Linked DNA regions of Ovis aries: region 2 is linked to region 1. Evidence: chromatin contacts called from public Hi-C data. All regions are on one chromosome and are shown on one strand. The core of a region is the stretch at or near the end of the contact, and the rest is flanking DNA. Distances in the headings are between cores, read along the strand shown. Region 1 overlaps RYR1 (ryanodine receptor 1). Region 2 overlaps ACTN4 (actinin alpha 4).

Region 1 (7,019 bases), core at 4,459-6,958:
GGATGAGTTCTCTGTGCTCTGCCGGGATCTGTACGCCCTCTACCCGCTGCTCATCCGCTACGTGGACAACAACAGGTTAGCATGTCCCCAGCTGTCCCCCACACACCCCCAGCCTGGCCTCTGGCTTCCCTGGACTCCTTCTGACCTCTGGCCTCCGACTTGCTATATACTTGCAATTCCCACTTCATCCCACCCCACCTCCTGGACCCCCAGCCCCTGTTGCTTATGGACCAATAGAAGCCAGCCTTTGTTTGCTCCCCTTCTGCTCCTTTAAACCTCCTGAATCTGAGGCCCTGTGAAGGTTGCAGTGTTAGCCAGAAGGAGCCGTATTTCCTTCCTCCATCACTGGTCTCCATCCAGACCTCGCCAGCCTAATTTGCCCCAGAAACATGAGTCTTTGTAAAGGGCAAGCTCAGATATCAATCAATTGCTAAAACATCTCCCTGAAATCAGAGGTGCCATTTAAAGTAGTATGAAGTCTTAGGTGCAGCCAGATCCAGGGCTTGAACAAGTTTCAACTCCAAGTTCCATCTTGGTTGGAAAAGATGTGAAGGTTGTACCAGGGCTTTGTAAGAAAGGGCTCATGGATTGATTAGCTATGTCTGTCCCGGGAGCAGAAGCGCGTGGTAGCATGCATGCTCTATGTATCCTTGCGTGCTCATCTTTGTGCACATGAATGGGTATTGCTGCAGGATAGATTCCTAGGAGTAGGCGTGCTGGGTCGAAAAGTCTGGACGAGTAAAGCGAGGTATATTCAACACAGTATGAAATTGAACAGATTGTTGTAGCATGAATCTCACAAACATCAGGTTGAATGAAAGAAACCAGAAAATTTTAAATAGAGTACATATCATATCATCTTTTTATGTAACGTTCAAGAACAAAGATAATTCATGGTCTGGAAGCCAGGATAAGGATATCTTTCAAGAAGAGGATGGGGGCACAAGGTTACTTCTGGGGACTGGAAATGTTCTTTTTAAAAAAAAATTATTTATTTATTTGGGTGTGCTGGTCATAGTTGTGGCATGCAGGATCTTTAATTGTGGCATATGGGGTCTAGTTCCCTGACCAGGGATTGAACCCAGGCTTTCTGCATTGGGAGCATGGAGTCTTAGCCACTGGACCACCAGGCAAGTCCCTAGAAATGTTCTATTTCTTGACTTGGGTGGTGGTTACCCAAACCAAATGTGTTCACTGGACACTTTATACATATGTCATACTTCAATAAAAAAGGTTAGAGACAAAATTTTCAGAAATTGTCATTTATAATTTTTAAATCATCTGAATGGCCAGATTACCCTAGAAAGCTCTCACTCTCCCGTTGGAGTCTCTGGGTGCCCTCCCCTGAGATGTCTCCCTGCTGCCCCCTTCCCTGGGGGTCCCTGCCCTCATCCCTCACCAGCCCCTTCCTCTGCCTGCCCAGGGCACACTGGCTGACCGAGCCCAACCCCAGCGCGGAGGAGCTGTTCAGGATGGTGGGCGAGATCTTCATCTACTGGTCCAAGTCCCACGTAAGTCCCCACCCACCCGCCCGCCCCTCCTCTCTGGAACCCGAGCAGCTGCTTCCCAAAGAGGCCCTCCCCCACCCTGTCTGATCCCCAACACCGCCTCCCCTACCAGAACTTTAAGCGCGAGGAGCAGAACTTTGTGGTCCAGAATGAGATCAACAACATGTCATTTCTGACGGCCGACAACAAGAGCAAAATGGCCAAGGTGGGTACTTTGCTCTGGGAGGAGGACTTAGCCGGGAGGGAAGGGGGAACTGCCTCGGGCTTCCTAGCTGACTCCTCCTCATCCTGCCCGCCCTTCTCTTCCGGGTCACATTCCCTGAAGCCCTCACAGCAGCTCCTTCCCCATCCCTCTTCCGCCCCACCTCCCCCTTCTCTCAGCTCCATCCCCTTCCTCCTGGTTTTTTCCTTCCTCCCCCATTTCCCTCTTCTTTCTCCATCTCCGCCCTCCTCCCTACCTGCTTTCTCCTCCCCATCACCCAGCACCTCATCTTGCTCCATCCTCCCCACCTCCTTCTTCTACCCCAATTTCCTCCTCTCAACCTCTCCCACTTCTTTCCTCCTATTCCTTTATTCCACATCCCCACCTCCTTCCCTCTCCCCTTAGCCTTCCCTGAACTGCCCTCTAAAGGGCAAGGTCAAAAGGACAAACCCACCACCCTCAGCAAGGTCTGGAATTCCCCGGCTGGGGGATACACGTCAGGGTGGGGCAGGGGACCTGGGGTAGGGCAGACTTGGAGGGGCCCTGGGGTTCTTGGAGGGACTGAGGTAACACTTCTTGTCTCTGTCTGCACCCTGATGCAGCAGGCGGGAGATGTACAGGTCAGCCCCACGTCTGGGACCTTCTGCATGGCTCTTGGCTAAAACCCTCTACCCACCCGCCCCCAACCCCAGCCTCTGCTTTGCCTCCAGAAAACCCTTCCCCTGTTCCTTGCCTCTCAGCCTTGGCTTTCAGCCCCATCCTCTTTCTCTTGCTCCGCGCCTCCTCCCACTAACCGTTCCCTTCCCGACCCTCAACTGTTGGTAGTTTTTTTTAACTTTTATTAAAAAAAAAAAACACAAAACTCTCCTCTCAGCTTTCCCCAAAGCTTCAAAGCATCATGGACTGAGGTTCCAGGGAATGGGAATGGGGGTGCAAAAGGCACGTGCATGGTTGGGTTTAAGGCCTGGACTTGGGAATTAGAGTGACTCAGGTTAGAATCCTGCTTCTTGGCAGTGTGATGTTGGTCAAGTGTCTTACCCTTTTGAGCCTTTGAAGGCGTATGGTCGGTGGCCCCCGGCCCCAGAGCTCTGTGAGGACCCAGTGAGACGCCGCATGTGCTGGCACACGGGTCACACTCTGTATCACGAGCCGGCGTGGATGTGGCTCTGGCTGAAGCTTGCCACTGGGGCTTTTCATTGGCATGACTGGGGTGGCCCTGGCCGTGGGTCTGCACCCGAGGCTCCAGAACACGGCTCTGGGACTCTGTGCCCCGTGTTTCTGCTTCCAGATCTTTCTGGACCTGTCTTCTCTCTTGTATCTTCTGTCTTCCTGTCTCCTTGTTCATCTTAGTCTCTCAGTCCCTCTCTCGATCTCTTTCTTTCCACTTCCCTTGTCTCTTGGGACTCTTCCCTGTTCTGCATCTTCATTTCATTTTCAGGAACTCTGTCTGGGGCTCTGAGGTGGGGGTTGTAGGTGTATTGTAGGGGCAGGAGGGGTGTCCTAGTGAAAGTTCTGAGGGGATTCTGGGAGAAGAATCCAGAGGTTGTGGAAGCCTGGAATTGGGGGAAATCTGGAAGGATTTGGGATAGAAGCTGGGAATCTGGGATAGAAGCTTTGGTCCGTGAGACTCTGGGGTCAGGGCTCAGGGTCTGAAATGAAAGATCAGCAAGGTCTGGGGTGCAAACTGAGGCAGGCTCTGGGATCAGGGAGGGTCTGCCTAACATTCAGGTGAGGGGCTGGAGGGTGGACAGTGGTGGCAGGTTGGGACTGGGGCAGAGGCCAGGCTGGGACTTAAACTGGCACTGAGCCCCGTGTTCCCACAGTCTGGTGGCTCGGACCAGGAACGCACCAAGAAGAAGCGCCGGGGTGACCGGTACTCCGTGCAGACGTCGCTGATTGTGGCCACGCTCAAGAAGATGCTGCCTATCGGCCTGAACATGTGTGCCCCCACTGACCAGGAGCTCATCACACTGGCCAAGACCCGCTATGCCCTGGTGCCTGCTCAGCCCCTTTCTGGGAACTGCCAGGGTCCAACTCAGCACCCTACTGAGCCCCACTCAGCACCCCACTCAGCACCCCTACTAAACCCCCGTGATCCCCCAGAGGCCTTCTCTAGGACCCTCCTGAGTCCTTCTCCAGGACCCTGAGGGCTCACTGGGCCCTCTAGAATGCCCTGAACCTTCCTACAGGATGCTGAGGGCCCCACTCGGGATGTTGTCAGACCTCTGGATCCTAAGGACCCTAACTGGGACCCCCCTAGAACCCAGGAAGGCCACTAAGATCCCCCTAGGACCCAAAGACCACATCAAACCTTCAGGAACCCCACTGAACACCAATCCCACCTCGGCCAGAATCCTGAGAATCCCACCTGAGACACCTTAAGCCCCCTTGAGACTCCTCCAAGTCCTCTGCCAGGACCTGCCCAAGTCCCTTGGGACCCACAGAGCCCCTCATGATCCCACTGGCCCTCCTTTGAACCTCTGGATTCCCACTGGGCTCTCCACCTCACTCTCTCTTTTCCTCAGGACCCTGTGGATCTCTCCCGTTGGAGTCTGTTAACACCCAACTGAGCCCCAAAGACTCTTAGGGGCCCAGTGAGCACCCTGTGACCCTAAGTAGCCTCCAGGATCCTAATGACTTCTTCCCTAGGCTCAGAGAGAGACTGAGACCCCTTCTAAGCCCTCTGGGACCCCAAAGAGGCTCCTGGGGCCCCTTTTATCCATTATATGGGAACTCCCCCCTAGATCCTTTCAGCCTCAGGGACCCAAGAAGTCCTCCCAGGATCCTGCCCCAAGACCCTTAGAACCTCCCCCAGGACCCTGCTAAGCACCCTGAGGATCTACTAATCCCCAGGACCCTGAAGACCACTGATTCTCCACCGATATCACAAGCATTTCCTTTCCCAGAACCCTAAAGCCTCCTTCCCTCAGGACCTCAAGCTTTTCCTAGGACCTGTAGAGGTCTGCTGGACCTGTTGAGGCCTGCTGAAATCCCAAAGAGCCCTCCTGGGCCCTTCTGACCCCTTAACTTGGTTCTTGAGCGCCCCCTCTCCTGGGATCCTAAAGAACCCCCACCCTACTGATCCTTCCTTTAGTGTCTGTGTGAACCCCACCGGTGACAAGTGATTTGCTGGACCCTCTTGACCTCTGATGACCTTGCTGTCTCTTATAATCCCCCTCACCTAACTCTGATTTTCAAAAACTCCCTGCCCATCTCCCACTTACTCCCAGCCCCACTCTGACCCTCTTCTGACCTCCTTTTCTGATCTTTAAGGATATCTTCATGTCAACTCCTACCTCCTCTCATACCCCAACGAGGCCCCTCTAATCCTGATTCTTCAAGGTGCCTTCAGTGGCCATTCGGACTCCTCTCTGACCATTCCTGACCTCTGGATCCTTTTCATTTCTCTTGAATCCTCTCTTGGATCTTGAGGTGGTGGGGCTAGAGGGAAGAGGGTTGTAGGACGAGGAGGATGCTGGGCCCTCCGGAGTGACCCAGCCTGGCTTGTCTCTCCAGAAAGACACAGATGAGGAGGTCCGGGAATATCTGCAAAACAACCTTCACCTTCAGGGAAAGGTACGCCTCTGCCGCCTCAGTCTGCAACTGAAAGGGGCGCGTCAGGATAATAGCAACAGCCACAGCCAGCTTTTGAGCCCTTACATCGGTGCCAGGCATCGAAAGAAGGACCTTAACTCATACTCAATCCCTCAGTGAATCATCATGGCATTGAATCGTGGGGCGGGGGCGGGGCCCTCCGAGAAGCCCGGCTGAGGGAGGAGGGAGCGCGCAGGGGAGAGGCCTCATGCCGGACGATCTTCCTCCTCTCAGGTCGAAGGCTCCCCTTCTCTGCGCTGGCAGATGGCCCTGTACCGGGGCCTCCCGGGCCGCGAGGAGGACGCTGACGATCCGGAGAAAATCGTGCGCAGAGTCCAGGAAGTGTCCGCCGTGCTCTACCATTTGGAGCAGGTGTCTTACTGCTGAGTGGTCAAAACTTGGTCTCTGGGCGGGGCCTGGGGCGGGCCTTGAGCCTGTGGGCGGGGCCTGCGGGTGAACCGCGGGCCTCTGGGCGGGGCAAGGGGCGGGTCTTGAATCCTGTAGGTGACGGGCCTTGAATTTTACAACGAGACTTAGAATGGAGGCTTTGATATGGGAATCAGACATGGTGCGCAATGTTGGGCCTAGGGACAGCGCCGGGGCAGAACTTTGGGTCTGAGAGTCAGGCCCGGTGGAGACGCCTTGACTCTGTGGGCAAGACCTTGGGCGGGTCTTGCGATTGGGGCGGGGCCTATGAGGGAACTAATTGGTCTGCAAGCCGAGAATAGGTCAGAACTTTGACTCTGTTGGCGGAGCCAGGGTGTTCCTTCGGCCCTGTGAATCGTCCTGAATTTGGACTGGGCACAGATGGGCATTTTCACTCAGAGCTGGAAGTGGGAATCAGACCAGGGGCAGAATCTGGAGCCATGACACATAATCCCGCCATCAGATCGAGCATCCTTACAAGTCCAAGAAGGCCGTGTGGCACAAGCTCTTGTCAAAGCAGCGCCGGAGGGCAGTAGTCGCCTGTTTCCGCATGACCCCCCTGTACAACCTGCCCACGTAAGACACCCCGCCTCCAATGGGGGAAGGGAGCCTAAGCCTCCTTGGAGAATGGGTGGGTGAGGAGGAGAGAGGATGGGGTGCGCACCCAGTGGGGTCTTGCGAAATGGTTAGGGGAGGCGGGCTAGGGACGTGCATGGGGAAATCTTGCTGACGCCTCGAATCTTCCCCTGCGAAGGCACCGGGCCTGTAATATGTTTCTGGAGAGCTACAAGGCGGCGTGGATCCTGACGGAAGACCACAGTTTTGAGGACCGCATGATAGATGACCTTTCAGTGAGCTGGGGCCTGCCTGGGAGTGTGGGGGCAGATGGGTAGGGCTGGGGCCCACCTCCAGGGGTCACCCTTCACACTGAGCGCTATGGGAGCAGGGGCCCCTGGCTTGGGCAGAACCAGGGGAGGGTGCAGGATGTGGAAGAAGAGAATAAAAACAGTCTAGCAGGGCTTAATGGGAGACAGGTGGGGACTCTGGAAGCCCCTACCCAAAGCCCCACTCCTCCCTCCAGAAAGCTGGGGAGCAGGAGGAGGAGGAAGAGGAAGTGGAGGAGAAGAAGCCAGACCCCCTGCATCAGCTGGTCCTGCACTTCAGCCGCACCGCCCTGACTGAAAAGAGGTGAGACCCTTCCTGGGTCCCCAAGAGGGACCCACTACCTCTCCCCACCCCAATCCTTGCTCCTCAAGAGAGAACCTGTGTGTCCTGGGAAGGGGGGACAC
Region 2 (6,762 bases), core at 3,408-5,907, 150 kb after region 1:
CCTTCAGGCCAGTGGGGCCAGGGGCAGGCTCGCCGCGCTCTGGCAGCTTGGGTTCACATAGCCTGCCTTCCGTCCCCCTCACCCTTTTGAGACCGTGGACCTCGCGCTGAAGAGCCTGTCCTGGCCAGCCTGGGATCCCGAGCACGGTTAGACCAGGGCACAGAGCCGCCTCCTGGCCCTGCTGCCCGACCTGCAGGTGCCGCTCACTAACCAGCCTTCGGTGTGACCCCCATAGGAGCTCTTTCTCAACTCCGCCCCATCCAGTGCCTCCCCAGGCGGGGTTGCCTCCTGTGGGACCCCTTCTTCCAGAAGGGCTGTGGTGACTCCGGTTTCTCGGCAGCTCCACAGCTGCCTGTCCTCTTGGCTCGGGCTGTGGGATTCCATCACGTCCTGGCCCTCAGCTGGGACCCACCCCAGGCTGAGATCCCAGATCCCAAGGGCCTGAGAGCCTTCAGGAAACAGCCAATGCCTGGGAATGCGGAGGGCCTTCCATGGGGCTCCCATCCTCCCACTCTGCCTGCCTCCTTCCCGCTCTCCCTTGCCCTCCTGCCGCCACTCTGCCGCTGGTTTCATGGCTCCTTGCAGGGTGGTTCTTCCTCCAGCCCCCACCCACCCAGCCATTTGGTGAGCATGCTTGCATGCTCAGTTGCTCCAACTCTTTGCAACCCCTTGGGCTGCAGCCCACCAGGCTCCTCTGTCCATGGGATTCTCCAGGCAGGAATACTGGAGTGGGTTGTCATACCCTCCTCCAGGGGATCTTCCCAACCCAGGCATCTAACCTGGGTCTTCAGTAATTTCCCACATTGACCAGCAGGTTCTTTAATAGTAGCACCACCTGGGAAGCCCTTTGGCAGGCGGCCCCAACCCTGGCCAGTTGCTAAGACCCACCCAGAGGCGCCCACATGGAGCCTGCCCACCTCTGCCGGCATGTGGACATGAGGCTCTGCAGGCTATGCTGACTGGGGCCCGTGTCACCCATGTCCCTGGCCGCTGCCCAGCAAATGCCCTCCTCATAGGAGCTCCTGAGGATCCTGGCCCTCCTGTGCCAGGGGAGGGATGTGGAGCAGGGGGAGCCAGAAGGCCAGGCGAGGACCACGAAGCCTGTGCTGGGAAGCAGGTGCCTCCCTCTGCCTCGCAGAGGCCACACTCGTGGGTTCTGCCCCTCAGACCTGAGGGAAGGGGAGTTGGCATGTAGTTCATCTGTTGGCTCTTCCTTCATTCATTCAACAAACATCTCTCGAGCCTCTTCGCTGTGCTCAGCAGTTTCCCAAGTAGGGAAAGGTTCCTGCCCAGGGAGCTCAGAGACCAACCAGTTTTGCCATTTCTCTTGTCAGAGGTCTCTTGTCACTTAAGTAGGATTTAGAGCGCCCGTGTACCCCGCTTGGATGAACCATCTCCTATCATTATCTCTCTCCATCATCCTTCCTTGGTCTCTGAGGATCATCCCTGTGGATTTGCCTCCTGGGGGCCTCTCGTCAGCCCTTCAGCCTCTCTCCTGGGGCTCCAAGAGGCCTGGAAGAGGGTCTCCTGAGGCCGAGGGGAGAAGGGGTGATGGGCCCTCAGAGCTGCTTCCCTGGGAACCTGGCCGGCCTTCACCTGAAGGCGTTTAGAAGTGGGTCCAAGCTTCAGCCAGGGCCCAGCTGCTCCATCAGCCTCCTCATGCCTCGGCCCCGCCTCCCCTCAGGCACTCTGGCATCCAGCCCTCCCCCTTGCGTCGGAGCCACTGGGCAGGCCTGTCCATTCTCACTCCCGAGACCTGAAGCCTCTGTCCTCTGAGCCACCAATTACGCTCCACAGGACAGACCGGCCCCCGACCCCGCTGTACCCCTGGGATCGGGTGGAGCAGGCTCCTTACCTGTGTGTGCAGCGGGGGCAGAGGGCAGAGTGAGCTGCTGCCACCCTATAACCCCCTCACCATCCCCTGCAGCCTGTAGGAGTATGTGAGCCTCCACGTGGAGGCTCCTCACAGGGTCTCAGATTGTCTGGGGAGAAAGCGCCCCCCTCCCCCTCCTCCCTTGGCCTGGCTGCCCCTTGGCCCGGGTCCCAGGCAGCCCTGGCCGTGGCCCCCTCCTCCCCCTTCTTCCCCCTGGCAGCTCCCTTGCGGCAGCTCTGCTGAGGCAGAGAAGTGGTAACCTGCTATTTCTGGTTCCCACCCTTGGGAGAAAGCGATCTGGAGAAGGGAATTGCAAGCTTGCCTTTGTGGTTGGGCCCACTGCCCCGGGGCCGGGGCAGCACGGCCCCGTGGAGTCAGGCTCCCAGGCCGAGCTGCCCCCTGCCCGCTGGTTCGGGCCTCTATCCCTGGGATGGCTGCGGTGGGGTGGGCCTGGCTGGTGCCCACCTTTTTCGAGATCACCTCACTGGGGCTTTAGCCAAGGGCTGGCATTGGCCCCATTGTACAGAAGAAGGAGCAGGCCAGGAGAGACTGCCTGCTTGGCTGCACATGGCAGACAGCAGTTGGGATTTTCTGGTGCCAGCTGAGGAGGGTTTGGTCTCTGAGTGCGCTCTGAGGGTAGCCCGAGGTTGCTTTATAGGTTAGGGGTCCCAGCATCTCCCCCTCAGTTCTCTGCAGTACCAAGTGTGCAGGGCTCCTCGCCTGAGCTTGTGTCCTAGGGTGTATAATTAGCCAGGCTCCGGGCCTAATAACAGTGTTCCTCCCTTCCTTCAAAGGGCCTGACATGGGCCCTGCCTCACTGCACACAGAAAGCCCTTAGGGTAGCATGGAGCAGATGTGTGGTAGGACTCCCTCCCTGAGGGGGCCTGGCGCCCAAGGGCCAGGGAGCAGGCATAGGGGTCAGGATCCTGGAGGAGCCCCAAGTCAGACTTCCCCTCCCCTCTGTACCCCCAACCCACCCCCCTGCACTGCTGAGGTCCAGTTAGGCCCTCCACAGGTGGATGTTGACGTTTCCAGCCTTGGTAGCAGTCCAGATTCTTACCATCTACCAATAAAGGACTTCCCAGGTAGCCTAGTGGTCAAGAACCCACTTGCCAGTGCAGGAGACATTGAGATGTGGGTTTGATCTTTGGGTTAGAAAGATCCCCTGGAGGAGGAAATGGCCACCCACTCTAGTATTCTTGCCTGGAGAACCCCACGGACAGAGGAGCCTGGTGTTCTACAGTCCATAGGGGCGTAAAGAATCGGACACGACCGAACGACTTAGCGTACACCAATAAAAGACGCTAAGCCTAGAACGCAGAGCCTGAGTTGGGACATCTGACTCACGCCCCCCAACCCCACAGCGCCTCCCAGCCCCATCCAGGAGGTGTTACAGCTGGGCTTAGAAACACCTGTAAAGGAGCAAGGGAAAAGGTTCCCGGGGTTTCCGGCTTTCGTGGCAGCATCCTCGCCAAGGCAGGGCATGGGGTCTGCACCCCACTCCCCTCCCTCTGGTCGGACACCCCCTCTGGACGCCCGTGACACTGTTGGGCAAGCACTCCTGCTCTCCACCCCACCTCAGGGAAGGAGGCCATGCTGAAGCACCGGGACTATGAGACGGCCACCCTGTCGGACATCAAGGCCCTCATCCGCAAGCACGAAGCCTTCGAGAGCGACCTGGCCGCCCACCAGGACCGCGTGGAGCAGATTGCCGCCATCGCCCAGGAGCTCAAGTATGTGTGGGCTCACGGTCCCCCACTTCCCTGCCAGTACCTGGCCCGGAGCGGTGGTGGGACAGGTGGAGGGGTTCCCCGGGCCCTTTCCACCCTCACCCCCTCCTTTCCCATGCCAAGAAGGAGCCTTAGGGGTGATGCCTTTTGTCCGCCTGTCTTAACCCCAGATGAGACCCATAGTGGGATCTACGTTCCCCAGCAGAAGGGAGGTCTCTGGTCCCCTGAGGTGGTGGGCAGTCTAGCCCACAGCCCCCACCCATGGCTCCCCGAGGGAATCGGGCTGCACAGAGAGCCCATTGTTCGGCCCAGCCCTTCCCTCTGCCGCTCAGAATACACTTATTGTAAGAGCTTCCAGGCAGCCGGTTCTCTGCCCTCCCCGCCCTACCCCAGTCAGATAAACTCGTGCACACAATTAGTACACTGAGTCTCCAGCACAGTGAAAGGGAGCCTTATTCCCCCAGCGGAGCGGCCAGCAGCAGGCAAGGCCCAGGGAGCGGGAGGCCCCAGCCATTACTTCATGGAAAATCCACAGGCCCTGGAGGGGCGGCAGGGCTCCCAAAATAGCTGTCTGCTCAAAAATAGGATCCTTGGCTGGAGTCGGCCTTTCGACAGACACCTCCCACCCTGTCACAGTCATCCCCGAAGTTCTGCCTGTTCCTCCAAGGCAGGGGCCCAGCGGCGAGGCCTGAAGGAGCCCCACGCCGGGCAGGGCCGTCTCCCTGACTCACTCCCTCCACACTGCCCAGCTGCTCTGGGGCTCCCTGTGTGCTTGCCCAGGAGCAGAAGTACTAGCAGGCACAGTCCTGGGTGCACACGCCCTCACTGGGCACTGCTGGGGGTCCTGCAGCTCCTCTAGGATCAAGCCCCCTGTACCTGGCACGTCCAGGCCAAGGAGAGTAAGGTCACGGATACAGGCGCCCACCATCTGCAGGGATTGTGGGGGTGGGACAGGCGAGCCCCTGGATGCTGGTTGGCAACAGACTTGCCGTCAGCGCTAGGCCAGCCCACTGCTCAGGCACTGGGAATGACCATGTGAAACCCATCGCCCTGAGCCAGGGAGCTGACAGTCCCCCAGGCAGCTCTCTGGACAGTTGCCCTGGAGGAAGGGGGGAGGGTTGTTTGGGGCGCCGTCCGTTCGCCAGCAGATGAGGCAGAGGCCAAGGGCCGCCTGGGCTGATCCTGGAGGGCAGCCTGGCTGAGCATCGATTAATGATAATGATGAAAGCTCAGAGCACTCAGGGCCCTCCGTGTGCCAGCTCATCAGTCCCATTGATCCTCTGTTACAGAGCTGGGACTGAGGCACACAGAGGCCAAGGGCCTGCCCTGGGTCACACAGCTAGGGAGTGAGTGAGATGCGAGTGGAACCCAGGCTGGCCTGGCCCCTGCGTGGAGCGCTGCCTTGCTGCTCCTCCAGCCCTTGCCTGCTCCCCTGGCCCCTGTATCCTGCCTGACCACCTGGTCACCCTAGACCTGTGCACCGACTTCCTAGGAGCCTGCTGCCGGGAGTGGCCAAGTGTGACCCCAGGAGGCGGCAGGCCTGGGGCTGGTGCTCAGGAGTGGGGTGGGGGGGCAAGAGCTATGGTATCAGCTCAGTGTTCCCAACCTCAGTCAAGGCAACAGTAATACCCATTCCCTGATCAGCTTGTTTTTCCCTTGAATATATTGTTAGTTGCTTAGCATGAGATTGTGGTTAGTCACACACTTTTTTTTTCTAATACCCATAAAAACATATCCTTTAATAACTTCCTACTTTCACCCACTGGGCGCCAAGGACTGTTCTCAGCACTTCTCATGTGTTAAGTAACTTGGTGTCCTCACAACCCCACCCCATCTCACAGATGAAAAAAACGAGGGATCCAGAGGGAATTCACTCGCCCAGGTCACACAGGTTCAAAATCGGGAGCTGGAATTCACGCCTAGGGAACTTGGCTCCAGAGCCTTGTCCTCTAACCAGCGTGCTCTGCTATCCTTTCTGTAAACGGAAAAAGCAACCCAGGGGCTTCCCTGGGGGTCTACTGTTCAGGACTCTGCTTCTACTGCTGGGGGTTTGGGCTTGGCTGCTGCCCGGGGAACTCAGATCCCACAGCCACATGGCACAGCCCAGAAAGCAATCCAGATAAGGCGTGGCTGAGGGTCACAGTCTGGGAGCCCTGTGTCAGCGGCTCTTGACAGGAAGCTCTGTTGTCCTTTCCCCGCCAACCCCCTCTCCAGTTCCTCCTGCCTCAGCCCAGAGAGGTGGTGTCCCCCAGCACCAGGGCCTGGGATGCATGTGGGCGGGTGGGTCTGGTCTCACCCCCCTCTGCCCGGTCCGCAGCGAGCTGGATTACTACGACTCCCACAATGTCAACACGCGCTGCCAGAAGATCTGTGACCAGTGGGACGCCCTTGGCTCTCTGACCCACAGTCGCAGGGAAGCCCTGGAGGTGAGCGGTGGCGGGGGTGGGGGTGGGTGCCCTCAGAGCTTCCCAGACCCTGGCCCACCATGCACGGTCCCTGCTGGCCCTCTGACCTCCCTCTTCTGTCCCTGTCGCACCAGAAAACTGAGAAGCAGCTGGAGACCATTGACCAGCTGCACCTGGAGTACGCCAAGCGGGCGGCCCCCTTCAACAACTGGATGGAGAGCGCCATGGAGGACCTCCAGGACATGTTCATTGTCCACACCATCGAGGAAATCGAGGTCCGCCCCCGCCCCCCTGCCCTTTTTGGGGCTCGTGGGCCCTCTGGGGGGCCGGGCCGCCCCCTCACCCCTTCTGTTCACATCCCCCAGGGTCTGATCTCAGCCCATGACCAGTTCAAGTCGACGCTGCCGGACGCTGACAGGGAGCGGGAGGCCATCCTGGCCATCCACAAGGAAGCCCAGCGGATCGCCGAGAGCAACCACATCAAGCTCTCAGGCAGCAACCCCTACACCACCGTCACTCCCCAGATCATCAACTCCAAGTGGGAGAAGGTAGGCGTCACCCAGCCACCCACCCGCTGGCAGGCCGGGGAGGGGCTGCCAGGCGAAGGGCCGCCCCTTGACCGCCCCTGCCCGCGTGCCTCCCCAGGTGCAGCAGCTGGTGCCCAAGCGGGACCACGCCCTCCTGGAGGAGCAGAGCAAGCAGCAGTCGAACGAGCACCTGCGCCGCCAGTTTGCCAGCCAGGCCAACATCGTGG

What was found. A called contact is a pair of places that touch in the nucleus more often than the background predicts.
Region 2: a contact with region 1 is called in a Hi-C map of liver, with 1.9 times the contacts expected there. The contact joins two enhancer-like sites. A contact is called at or near these places in 3 of 16 Hi-C or Micro-C datasets (blood, liver and skin fibroblasts).

What each region holds. Positions count from the first base shown.
Region 1 is chr14:47,683,038-47,690,056 of ARS-UI_Ramb_v3.0, forward strand. RYR1 (ryanodine receptor 1) reads left to right here. Exons shown (of 104, transcript XM_060398058.1): 67 at 1-75; 68 at 1,424-1,511; 69 at 1,621-1,713; 70 at 3,534-3,704; 71 at 5,227-5,286; 72 at 5,539-5,676; 73 at 6,194-6,306; 74 at 6,485-6,581; 75 at 6,812-6,918. Among named protein-coding and RNA genes, the nearest start is that of MAP4K1, 70 kb to the right of the region's middle. Within about 2 kb of position 5,709, at least 15 of the 54 cell types and tissues checked have an H3K27ac peak or open chromatin away from gene starts, as enhancers often do. A contact at or near this core is called in liver, where this site is marked.
Region 2 is chr14:47,836,709-47,843,470 of ARS-UI_Ramb_v3.0, forward strand. ACTN4 (actinin alpha 4) reads left to right here. Exons shown (of 21, transcript XM_042230937.1): 12 at 3,456-3,606; 13 at 5,921-6,029; 14 at 6,143-6,283; 15 at 6,374-6,556; 16 at 6,654-6,762. Among named protein-coding and RNA genes, the nearest start is that of CAPN12, 21 kb to the right of the region's middle. Within about 2 kb of position 4,658, at least 24 of the 54 cell types and tissues checked have an H3K27ac peak or open chromatin away from gene starts, as enhancers often do. A contact at or near this core is called in liver, where this site is marked.